Linked DNA regions of Zea mays: region 2 is linked to region 1. A link is a contact called in public Hi-C data. All regions are on one chromosome and are shown on one strand. Each heading gives the region's core, a stretch centred on a gene start, on an enhancer-like site or on the middle of the called end of the contact. The rest is flanking DNA. Distances are from core to core; before and after follow the strand shown. Region 1 holds the start of LOC110366356. Region 2 holds the start of LOC100193154.

Evidence for each region. A called contact is a pair of places that touch in the nucleus more often than the background predicts.
Region 2: a Hi-C map of leaf shows a contact between it and region 1, with 4 times the contacts expected there. The contact joins the promoter of LOC100193154 here to the promoter of LOC110366356 in region 1. A contact is called at or near these places in 7 of 25 Hi-C or Micro-C datasets (bundle sheath, ear, leaf and 1 more).

What each region holds. Positions count from the first base shown.
Region 1 is chr5:73,856,977-73,862,811 of Zm-B73-REFERENCE-NAM-5.0, reverse strand. LOC110366356 reads left to right here and starts at 3,715. Exons shown (of 5, transcript NM_001351848.2): 1 at 3,715-5,407; 2 at 5,503-5,656; 3 at 5,778-5,835. The coding sequence starts at 3,784.
Region 2 is chr5:74,681,327-74,687,062 of Zm-B73-REFERENCE-NAM-5.0, reverse strand. It overlaps LOC100193154, which reads right to left and starts at 4,241. Exons shown (of 21, transcript NM_001358667.1): 1 at 2,753-4,241; 2 at 1,696-1,989; 3 at 1,353-1,607; 4 at 1,114-1,246; 5 at 890-1,029; 6 at 171-804. The coding sequence starts at 4,183.

The sequences.
Region 1 (5,835 bases), core at 2,466-4,965:
GGGGCAATACACGTGGATATGATAACTATGTGCACCTAAAAGATAGTGAACTGTTTGAGTTTATCTCTCTATAGTTCTGCCGACCTATCCTCGCATGGCTCCGTTGCATGGGGGCTCTAGCGCGGGAAAGTCGGATCTCTGTTGTGGTCGCTCGCTCAACGTTGTGGGTCGTCCGGGCTTGCACCAATCCGGCCTCATGTCAACCTGCTTTGCTGATTGTCCCTCCCCAGGCCCACGAAAGAATGACCTTATGATTTATTGGGCCCTTGGGCCTTTCGTGAGGTCTTTTACTCTTCCAGTGGACCCGGGGGATATCTGTCCCCACAGACGGCGTGTCGGAGCCGAAGGTGGAGGGCGACGAAGAATCGATCTCGTAGTAGACCACTTTCTTCATTTTCTTCTTCTTATCGCCACTCCGGTGCGACTTGACGTGGGGAGGTGATTCCTCCCTCTTCTTGTTGCCGGACTCTCCCGATGGAGCTTTCCCGTGGCTTGTGGCGGGCTTCTCGTCGGTCACCATCTCCTTCTTGGCGTGAGCTCCTGACATAACTTCGAGCGGTTAGGCTCTAATGAAGTACCGGGCTCTGATACCAATTGAAAGTCGCCTAGAGGGAGGTGAATAGGCAAATCTGAAATTTATAAAGTTTAAGCACAACTACAAGTCGAGGTTAGCGTTAGAAATATAATCGAGTCCGAAAGAGAGGGCAAAAAACAAATCACAAGCAAATAAGGCGGATGACATGATGATTTGTTTTACCGAGGTTCGGTTCTTGCAAACCTACTCCCCGTTGAGGTGGTCACAAAGACCGGGTCTCTTTCAACCCTTTCCCTCTCTCAAACGGTCACTTAGACCGAGTGAGCTTTTCTCTTCAATCAAACGGGACACTTAGTCCGCTACAAGGACCACCACAACTTGGTGTCTCTTGCTTTGATTATAAAGATCTTAGGAACAAGAAATGGGGAAGAAGAAAAGCGATCCAAGCGCAAGAGCTCAAAAGAACACAACAAAAAACTCTCTCTTCTAGTCACTAATGCTTTGAGTGGAATTGGGACTTGGAGAGATTTTGATTCACTCTATTTGTGTCTTGTATTGAATGCACTAGCTCTTGTATTGGGTGGAATGTCTGAAAACTTGGATACCTTGAAGTGTTGGTGGTTGGGGGTATTTATAGCCCCAACCACCAAAGTGGTCGTTGGGGAAGGCTTCTATCGACGGGCGCACCGGACAGTCCGGTGCACCACCGGACACTGTCCGGTGCGCCAGCCACGTCACCCAACAGTTAGGGTTCGACCGTTGGAGCTCTGACATGTGGGGCCACCGGACAGTCCGGTGGTGCACCGGACAGTCACTGTGCACTGTCCGGTGCGCCATCTGCGCCTGCTCTGACTTCTGCGCGTGCAGCACGCGCACTGTAGATCACTGTTCACCTTTTGCAGACGACCGTTGGCGTTGTAGCCGTTACTCCACTTGGCACACCGGACAGTCCGGTGCTACACCGGACAGTCCGGTGAATTATAGCGGAGAGCCATTTTCAGAAACCCAAAGCTTAGCAGTTGGAGGGGATTCTCCCTGGGGCACCGGACACTGTCCGGTGGCACACCGGACAGTCCGATGCGCCAGACCAGGGCAGCCTCGGTTTTCTTTGCTCCTTTGATTTGAACCCTTTCTTTTATATTTGTATTGGTTTGTTGTGAACCTTTGGCACCTGTGGAACATATACTCTAGAGCAAACTAGTTAGTCCAATAATTTGTGTTGGGCAATTCAACCACCAAAATCAATTAGGAAAAGGTGTGACCCTATTTCCCTTTCAATAAGTATTGGACTGATGTTCAAGGACTTATGGCTATTGCTGTTATCCTTGATCCACGCCTTAAGATGACAATGTTGCATGCTTGTTATATTGCTTTGTTGGGAGAGGAAGAAGCTGAGATATATGTTTCAAAGAGTTATGAAGTGCTAACTAATTTGATAAATCAGTACCTATTGCAATCTGATCAAGAGTGTGTGGGTACATCATCTAGTGGCGCTTCTTTTACAACTACAATTAGTGCAACTGCTGTTTTGTCAATATTCAAATCACTTGCTGCAAGTAAAAAGACAACAACCATTGTGAAAAGCAAGAATGAGCTAGATCGCTATTTGGAAGAAGAAACTCTTCCTCATGATGAGAATGAGTACTTCGATATACTTGGTTGGTGGAAGGTTGCTGGTACTTGTTATCCTACATTGAGGTTAATTGCTCGTGATGTTTTGGCTATTCCAATAACCACAGTAGCTTATGAATCAACTTTTAGCATTAGTGGTAGGGTTCTAAGTGAGCATCGGAGTCGTCTCACACCACAAATGTTAGAAGCTTTGATGTGCACTCAAAGTTAGTTTCGTCATGCTCTTAAAGGTAAAGAAATGTGCCTTGCTAATATTCTAAGTGAATCAATTTTCTATATACTAATATGTATTTTGTTTTACAATATAGGTGAAGATAATGTGGATGTTAATAGCTTTTGGTCATGTCTTGAAGACATTGAAGAGGAAATGAAGGAGGATCCTTGTATCGCTTCGGATGATTAGTTTAAACTTAAATTTGTGATTGTTATCCTATAACTTGTTTGACATTTATTATTGCTATGAACTGATGTCTTGGAAGTTGTAAACTATATATGTATGGAACTGGAGCTGTTGTATGTTTGTTGTATGGGACTATTTGGAAATTGCTTGTGTTTGAAATTATTACTTGTTGTATGGCGGCCACGCGGGTTTGTTCGCGGGTCTCTTGCACCCGCGGGTGTGTCGTGGGTCTATTGCGCCCGCGGGCGCACCCGCGGGTTTATAAAACCCACGGGTGACGGGTACAGATGTTATACAGTACCCGACGCGGGTTGCGGGCACGAGTACATGTTTGCTATTTGCTGGCGGGTATGGGTTTATAAAACCAATGCCCGCGGGTTTTGTACCCGTTGCCATCCCTACTAGGCATACAACTAAGTAAGGATATGTTTGGTTTGAGATCAAAGTGGGATGGGGCGGGGGCGACATCGTCCCCTCGATTTTTTTGGATCACGCCGCCACAAAAAGACTACTCCGGTATTTACTTCGTCCCTACGTGACTCTCATCCAAACATTATAAAAACTGTGACCGCTCTCTCCCATTCCACTACGTACATCCAACCAAACACACCCTAAGTTCCTCGCCCTTTGCACAATATTGAAGACAGCATGGCATGCAATGGAAGAACTTGTTTCCATGGGACTGGTGCGCAGCATTGGAGTCAGGTAAACCGAATTTTCTCAGTTTTGCTGGCACCAGACTGAAATGTTTAGTCTTGGCAAGCTTCCCTTTGTATTAACCAAATTTTCTCTGTTTTACTTGTGACGCTGAATTTGCATTCTTGCTGAAACCCAGCAAATAGTTAATATGAGGAAATATTGATTTATCATGTACAAAATACACGTCTCAATCGCTATTTCGTCTTGCTGTAAGTATAATTCGACTGTCTAATTCAGGACGGATATAAGAGTATTCGAGTTTGAAAATTTATAGAAATTATTGGGTAATATGTTTTTTATATAAACATAGTTAAAGCTAGGCAGGTTTGATTTAGAAAAAAAAACTAGGATTAGTTAAAATTTGAATCGGATAGAGTACAAATCGCTGAATACACTTGCAAATTCAAACCTATCCTTGCAAAGTGGACACGGATACGGACGGTGTCGTGGGTCTTCCTCAGTCATCACACAAGTCTCCTGTTCGGCTGTCCCCACTTCCCAGCAACGCAACCCAGCCATGGCGACACCGCCGCCGCGACCGGGACCGGCCGCCGCATCCGCGGCGGTCTCCCTCCTCGACCACCTCGAGCACGCGAATTTCGCTCCACCCCCTCCCCCTCCGCCGCCGCCCTCCCCCACCACCGTCCTCACCGCGTGGTCGCGCCTCCGCGACCCTAACTCCACCTCCCCCGCTGACGCACTCGCCGCGCTAGAGACGCTCCACCACCACCGTCGCGCGCTCCGCCTCTCGTCCGCGCACGCCTCGCTCCTGCTCCCACTGCTCCCGCTACACCCCCGCCTCGTGGCCACGCTGCTCGCCGCTGCCCCGCACCTCGGCCCCGCCTCCGTCCCGGCCTCCCTCCCCTTCGCCCCTCGCCTCCTCCTCCTCGGCGCCCGCGCCTCCGCCAAGGATCTCCCGGGCCGTGCCAGCTTCGGGGAACCCGCTTCCACCGCGAAGAATCCCGCCGGCAGCGGTGAGCCTGCCGATGGCCAGGACGACGACCCTGTTGTAGCTGTGGGCCGCATTCTTGAAGATGTGGAGCGGGGCGGTCAGAGCATCGATGATGTCGACCACCTCGCCCTTGCAGGGGTTGGTTACGCGCTGGCGTCTGCTGACGAGGTGCAGTTCAGAAGGATCATTGTGCCCTTGCTTAGGATCTGTGGCAGGACTGGGAATCTGTCTGTCGGTGTTCGGGTGCTTAAGCTGATGGAATGGCTGGTAATGGGATTCATCGAGTCCAGGAAGATGAGGAATGCTCAGGTGCTCTTTGAGATGACTTCACCGGAGGAGTGTGAGGGCGAGAACTATTGTGTGCTGTTACCAGCGGTGATGTTGGCCTGCGGTGGGTTGCGGGCACTGAGGGTTGCTTCGGCTAGGTACCGGTTGGACTTTGATCCACGGCTGAAGCAGGCGCCTGAGCGGACAATTCAGTTTGCAGCTGAGCGGGCTGTTTTAGAAGGGAGGCCGGCCGATGACCAGCATATCCTTGTTCAGTGTGTCGCATTGGGGCTGTCACGGTGTGGGCAGGTCGCGTTTCACGAATCGGTGTTACGGTGTGTCTGTATGGGATTGCTAAAGGAGCTCCTCCCACTTCCTGATTTTCTTAGGAGGTCGGTCCAAAACGCAGGAGGGAACTCAAATGAGGTTATCAAGGCTCAGGTCAATAAACACCTTGATAGTGTTCTTTTCAAAGAGGCAGGCCCAGTGACTGGGGTTCTTTGCAACCAGTATTCATATGCCAATGACAAGGCTAAAAGCTTTGTCGAAACTTGTGTATGGGAGTACGCACAGGAGATTTATCGTCATCTTCGTGCAGCAGTGTTGCTGCACCGGGGGAAGCAGGATGGCTTGATTACGGCGATTGACAAGAATGCTGAGGCCTCATTTCTTATGGTTGTAGTCTTTGCAGCCGAGGTCGCTAAACACAGGCTAAATGCTAAGTCCTCCGAGGGGTTCCAACCTGAGGTTGCTGCTAGAATCTTGGTGGCGTTCTCTTGTGTGGAACATCTTAGGCGACTGCGTCTCCCTGAGTACACTGAGGCAGTCCGGAGTGCTGTGCTTGCCAATCAAGAGAATGTAGCAGCTACTGCTTTGTTCATCGAGTCAATACCTTCATATACTGAACTGACAAGTGAACCAGGTTATTTCAATAGCAGTTCTCTTGCTGCTATGCCGTGACTACTGCTATGATGTGCTAGCAACTGTTGGTTAAGATTCATGTTTGGTGTGTTACAGATTTACTGGCCTTGGATAGACCAACAACATATAACTGGTACAGAGATGAGGTTCAGACATCACGCATGCTGTTTTACTTGCGGGTTGTGCCAACTTGTGTTAGCCTCATTCCAGTTCATACGATGCAGGATAAACTGGCCTCAATCATGTTCTTGTATCCTTTATTATTATTATTTTGCATTCCATTCTATTGTGTTGTCTTCTTATTTATTATTATTTATTTGTTTATCAAGACTTTCAGTATAAAAAACGATATGACCCTTAGCATGAAAAAGATATCTACAACATCCAAATGAGAAAGTTACAAGTGCTTCACACTCTGTGATGGTATCG
Region 2 (5,736 bases), core at 2,992-5,491, 820 kb before region 1:
TCTATATATATGTAACCACCTCCTATGTAATACAACAAGGCAGTTCACAATCTTACATGACCTATAGGACATACTAAATGTTTAGTGCTCACAAAGGCATGAAAAATAAAGTTCAGAACTTAGCCAAAATATAACGTTACTGCTTCTACTGAGAGTTAGAATAAGCCTACCTCCACTTTCTGCAGCAGCAAACTTAGAGAAGACTGTATCGAAAAGGATATCATTCCGTCCAATGTGGACACAATACTCAACTGCAACCCCTCCTACACGAGCGTACTGCTCATCTCTTTGTGTAAGCAGGGATCGATCTGCCTCTATTAGAACACCTGATTCTCCCCCTTTTCCAGTATGATTTGGCAGCGCAATTGAAATATATTCAAAAACATAACTTATATATGATAGCAGCAACTCTACTAAGTAAGGCATTATGGCATCTCTAATAGAATCAACCGTTCTTGGGAGATCAACAACACCCTGTGTCTGACCATCATAAAGCCTCATTGCCATGTCTAGTGCACCCATCCAATCGCCAGCCCTCTTTAGTGCTTCAATTCGCTCTTTCCATGGAAGAAGTCGGGAAACCGTGAGAAAAGATGGCCCAAGAATATACACTGTAGCACCTCTTACCGCTACTGAACTGTTAAAATGCCTCTCTGGGTTACCAAACCTGTTAAAAAAATGTGCATGGTGCAATATGGTGTCATCAAAAAGAAGGCCATCAGGAACAAAGGTAGTTCTGCGAAGCTCACTGCCATCTTTAGAGAATAAACAGAGTTGCCCTCTCAAATTAAGGACAACTAACATCTGAAGAGAAAAGAGAGTATAATTTAATTTGTTACCAAGTAGAGAAAATATTAAATGAATAGCAAAAAAAGGAACTTTTGCATACCTGGTCGTCTAACCAGGCAACACCAACAGCTGAACTATCAAGCTTCCACTCTTTGTGTTTAAATATCTTTGATTTAACAAACTTTGCAACTTGCACTTGACGGTCCCATGCAAGTGCTAGCCATGACACTCGTTCTTCATCTATAGCATCATCATGTTAGTCCCCAAAAATTGAAATACACATTAAAGAAAGCGCCAATGCTCATGAAAGAAGGGCTACTTTACCTACTGATGACGATTCATTCAAATATGATGTATATTTCCACGCAGCATACGCGATGGAGCCCTCACGTGCTCCATCTGGTCTAGAGAAGGTCTCAATATGGTCAACATGGTCAATATTGGTACGGAGTCTAACCTAACATGAAAACAATATGATATTATGCTCATTATAAGTATTCATGACACATATACTAGCTACTAAAATCACAGAACATGTTTCCAAAATTGTAATTGGTTCATACCACAAGAGCATGTTGATGCATAATAAACATGACTACAACACCATCCTCCATTGGAGAAGAGCCTTCGTTGAAAAACTTCCATCCAGAATCTACTCCAACCACGCCTCCAACAACACCACCCATCATGCTGCCAAGACCACCACTGGAGGAAGTTGTCTGATTTCCCTGGGCAGATGAATTACTAAAACCAAAAGATTCATCCATTACAAGAGGACAGGCTGAGAGCACAATTCCAGTATTCCCATCAAAAAGACGCTGCCAAATTGTAGCAAGGTTTTGTCAGACCACATGTTCAACACAAAAACTAGTGAGCACAGTAGAGTGAAATAGTGTTTCTCCATACCTGAGTTCCCTTGACAGTTAAACGATTAATTACGGGGATAATGGAAAATGTGTGCAATAGAACTACCCCTTTTGAATCCCCAGTGATGGCTTTAGATTGGCGGATAAAACAAGCATGCACTACTGGTGCTGTATGCTCGCCATATATAACTTTTGCTGCTGCAGATTTCTGTACATCCCAAATTGTCATATGACCATCACCATATCCTACTAGCAGAAGGTCCCCTTGCTGGTTAAAGCACATGGCAGTCACTGGTGATTGAGTCTTCTCGCCTTGGTTCCAAAAGAACAGCATCTGAAAGTTTTTTTAAAAGTGTTTATACCGCAAAGTGATTCACATAATTTATAGAACTTTTAAGCCACCAAACTAGAACAGGTATTAGTTTCTCCAAGTTCGTCCAACAAGATTTTGCATATGGGTTCCTCCGATTTACATGTGCAGCCATCGATTCAATCAATGAGTTATTTTTAAAGAAAAAATAATAGCAACAAGAATGAAAAAGAAAACAATGTGATGTTCCAATGGCACACTGATGTATGGTGTGGAGTCCATTAAAGGGCCACAACAAACAATGGAGTTCCCTTCCCTAAGCACCTTCCTAGAACTTGTTGCATATTCTACTCCAAATTTACAATATGAGATACTCCTGCAAATTCTACCTAAATGTTATCTTTGTATCAGATTTTTCTGCAGTAACTGACACCATATTTTTTGCAGCAAATCAAATTCAGAGTCAGCTTGACTTAATTCTTAGAGAAAGTGCTATTCTGATCACAAGAACACATCTAAAGAATGATGGACATATGCAACATACAGCGGTAGCAGAATCAGAAATGTAACAGTACTTCTCGGTCCCTTCCTGTTTTTTCCTTAAGACAATAGACTAAGAAAGTTAAGGCTCCTAGTTATATACAGCAACAAATATTTTTTAAAAGAACAATTTCGAACTTCACCAAGACAGTGCATAACAAATATGCCATCTTTAAGTCGAAATATACAACAATACCAATTAGTGTGAACCAAACATGCCTTATTCGCTCCAGCACCAATGACTAACCTTTGCATCTGTATCATCAGCTTGATGAATGGAGTATTTGCTTGGAATGACGATGACAGCACCTTTAGATGTGCCCATTGCTATATAGCTCCTATGAACAGCCAGCACCTGGGGAGAGCCATGGTCTGACCTAAATGACGGTGAGGACATGACACGGGTTACTGGATTGTCCATCTCAATTTGCATGTAACCGATAGCTGGTGGGCCCTTTCCGATTCCCTCTAGTTGCATGGGCTGCGCAGCTGCTCCTTCCTCCCAATGTTGACCAGACGAGGCCTGCCTCTTCTCAAGCTCCTCTGCCCACTCCAACGGTTTCATTGACACCTTCAGCTTCTTCTCTGTGTTCTCAGCCTTCCTGCTGGCCTCCAGCTGCTCTACCCTATCTTCAATCACTTTATCAATTAAGCTCCCAGATTCCACTTGTTCTTGCAAGATACTGTCAGATCTTTCAAATTCATGTTCATCATCAGAACTTTCCTCTAAAGCAATCGCAATAAGATCCATACCCTGACCTGATTGAACATGATTATCACCTCCAGTTTGGTCATCCTCATTTTCCTCATAGACAGCCTCAATCTGATTCCCAACTTGGTCAGTTTCCGCCAAATTGGCATCATTACCTTGCTCATGCCCACTGGAATCCTCCGCAGCTAGAGCATCCAGAGGACTTGCCTCCACCAGCTTTATAGCCTCAGCATTCTCTTCACCTCCCACTTCTGCCTGTTTATCCTCTCCCAGTTCCGCACCCACATTCCCACCTGCAGTTTGCTTGGTCGCATCAGCAACCGCTTCCGAATCACCCTTCTCTTCTACCTCTGCTTCCAAGCTCCCAGTGGGAAGGAACTCCTTGGAGCCTTCGGAGCCACTCCCCTCTTCCTCCAGAACTTTCTCCACGGGCGCCGATACTGATCGGCGCGACTTGATGGCAGCGGCGTGTGGGGTGAGGACCGCGCGGGACGCTGCGGCAGCAGCGGCAAGCGCGGCGCCGGGTTTGGGGCTGGGGCGGACGCCCCGGAAGAGCGAGGGGAGGGGCTTCGACGACGAGGAAGCGCCGTTGCTCGAGAAGGTTCTCGCGACGAGGGAGGAGAGGGTCTCCGACGGCAAGGCCGATGCGGATCTCCTCGGGGACGGGGACGCGGATGGGGAAGGCGACGGCGAGGGCTCAGCGACAGGCGCCGGGGCTTGGACTCGGGATAGCGTCTGGATGCTGGTGCTTGGGATGCGGCTAGACTCCTCGGAATCGGAGTCCGAGTCTGAGGAGGAGAGGAGGCGGAGCAGGTCGTCGACGGCGCGGCGGTGGTCATCGTCGGCCGGGTCGGCGTCCGAGGCCCCGGAGGATGTCGGAGAGGACGGGAGGAAAGCGTCGAGGTCGAGCTCCCGCCTCGGCGGCGCATGCTGCGACGCCATCGCCGGCGACGACGACGCCGGCATCGGGGTATGACGCCTTCGCGTCCAAGGTTCTGTGCTAGTGTGCTGCGATTTTGCGAGCTTTTTCGCGATGCGCCTGTACGTTTACTGATGATGATTACGGCGGGTACAAACTGGATCGAGGCCCATACATTCGAGTCCATAGCCCCAATGGGCCTTATCGTTGACGTTGACCAGATGGGTCTTCTAGTTGACGACGCACCCAAAAGCTTGACCGAAAGAAAATCGGCCATGGGCAAAAAATAACGAGACTATTAGAAAACTCAGTCATATACTCATATTTATCTTAATTCAAATATAGTATTAGAATGAGTTAGAGTACAAAAATAACTATTTTTTGACACATTCTACTGTAATTAATTTGAATACAAATATAACCAAACAAATGTAACGTGGAACGCGACTCCTGAGTTGTGAGCAAACCCAACTCTGAAACGACATAAATCAAGGCAATACATACAGGCAAGGGTCGTGAAACCGTTCGATAAATCCAGCTTATTGGTCGGCTCGGATATTGTACCAGTTTTGAAATTCGAATTTGAGAGATTTTGTAAATTTTAACAATTTTTTATGGTAATTTTCTTGCAAATAGTATGGATTATTCTAAGAATTACCATTGAAACCAAATTTCAAAATACACGTCTGAATTCAAACTAAAATTCAAAGAAGTTTTAGAAAATTGAAAAAAAAAACTTCGTTAGTGGGTCGACTATTTATTTTGCCTAATGACATGTTTAAACCCTACACCGACCGCAGCACTTGCAAGCCACTTTCTCCCTAACTCCCAGACCATTGCCCGATCTAGGAGAGGGACAAGAGAGACTCCCTTTTATACTTCAAGGGCGATCTTTACATGAGAGATAGAGTTCTGCAGCTAATGCCTTGCGCCGTAGTGAGTGGCGGGTCCCCTTGGGTCAATCTCGAGGCGTGCCTACATACGGCCTGTATAATACCCTGAATTTGGGGTAGAATTTTTTCTTCTTTTACTCACCAAATTCAGGTGTTACTCTATTTTCTCTTCCCGTTTCGCTCCTTCCCAAATTCAAAGCAGTATAGCGACTGGTGTCCGTATCGTGTGTAAACAAAACCTAAGTTGACATGGGTGTTGCATCATGCCGAATCATATTTCTGTTGTCTGATATCGTGCTTAATCGCGTGTTCGCCTAGTCTCGTTTCGGTTTTCATTTCGTGAATTGGATACCGATCTGTGGTTGTGCGTGCCGCGGGATTTTGACCCGCGGTGCGGCCCAGCCCAGCCCGGCCCGCTCTAGCCCGCGTGCCCCTAGCGCCCTGCCCCTCCCCCGTGCGCCCCCCTCCTTTCTCTCCCTTTCTCTCATTTCATTTTCCCGCGCAGCAACTTCCTCTCCTCCACCTCTCTCTCTCCCCCGTGGTGCCCTAGATTTTGGAGATGGTGATCGCCGGATTGGACCCCGAGGTGAGCTCCCCTCCCCTCTCCCTCTCTCTCTTCTCCCCCTCCCCTTTCTTCTTCCTTGTGCGCCCCCTGTTTCCCCCTGCGCGCACCCCTGCGCGGCCTCGTCCCCCCGGTGGCGCGCCCC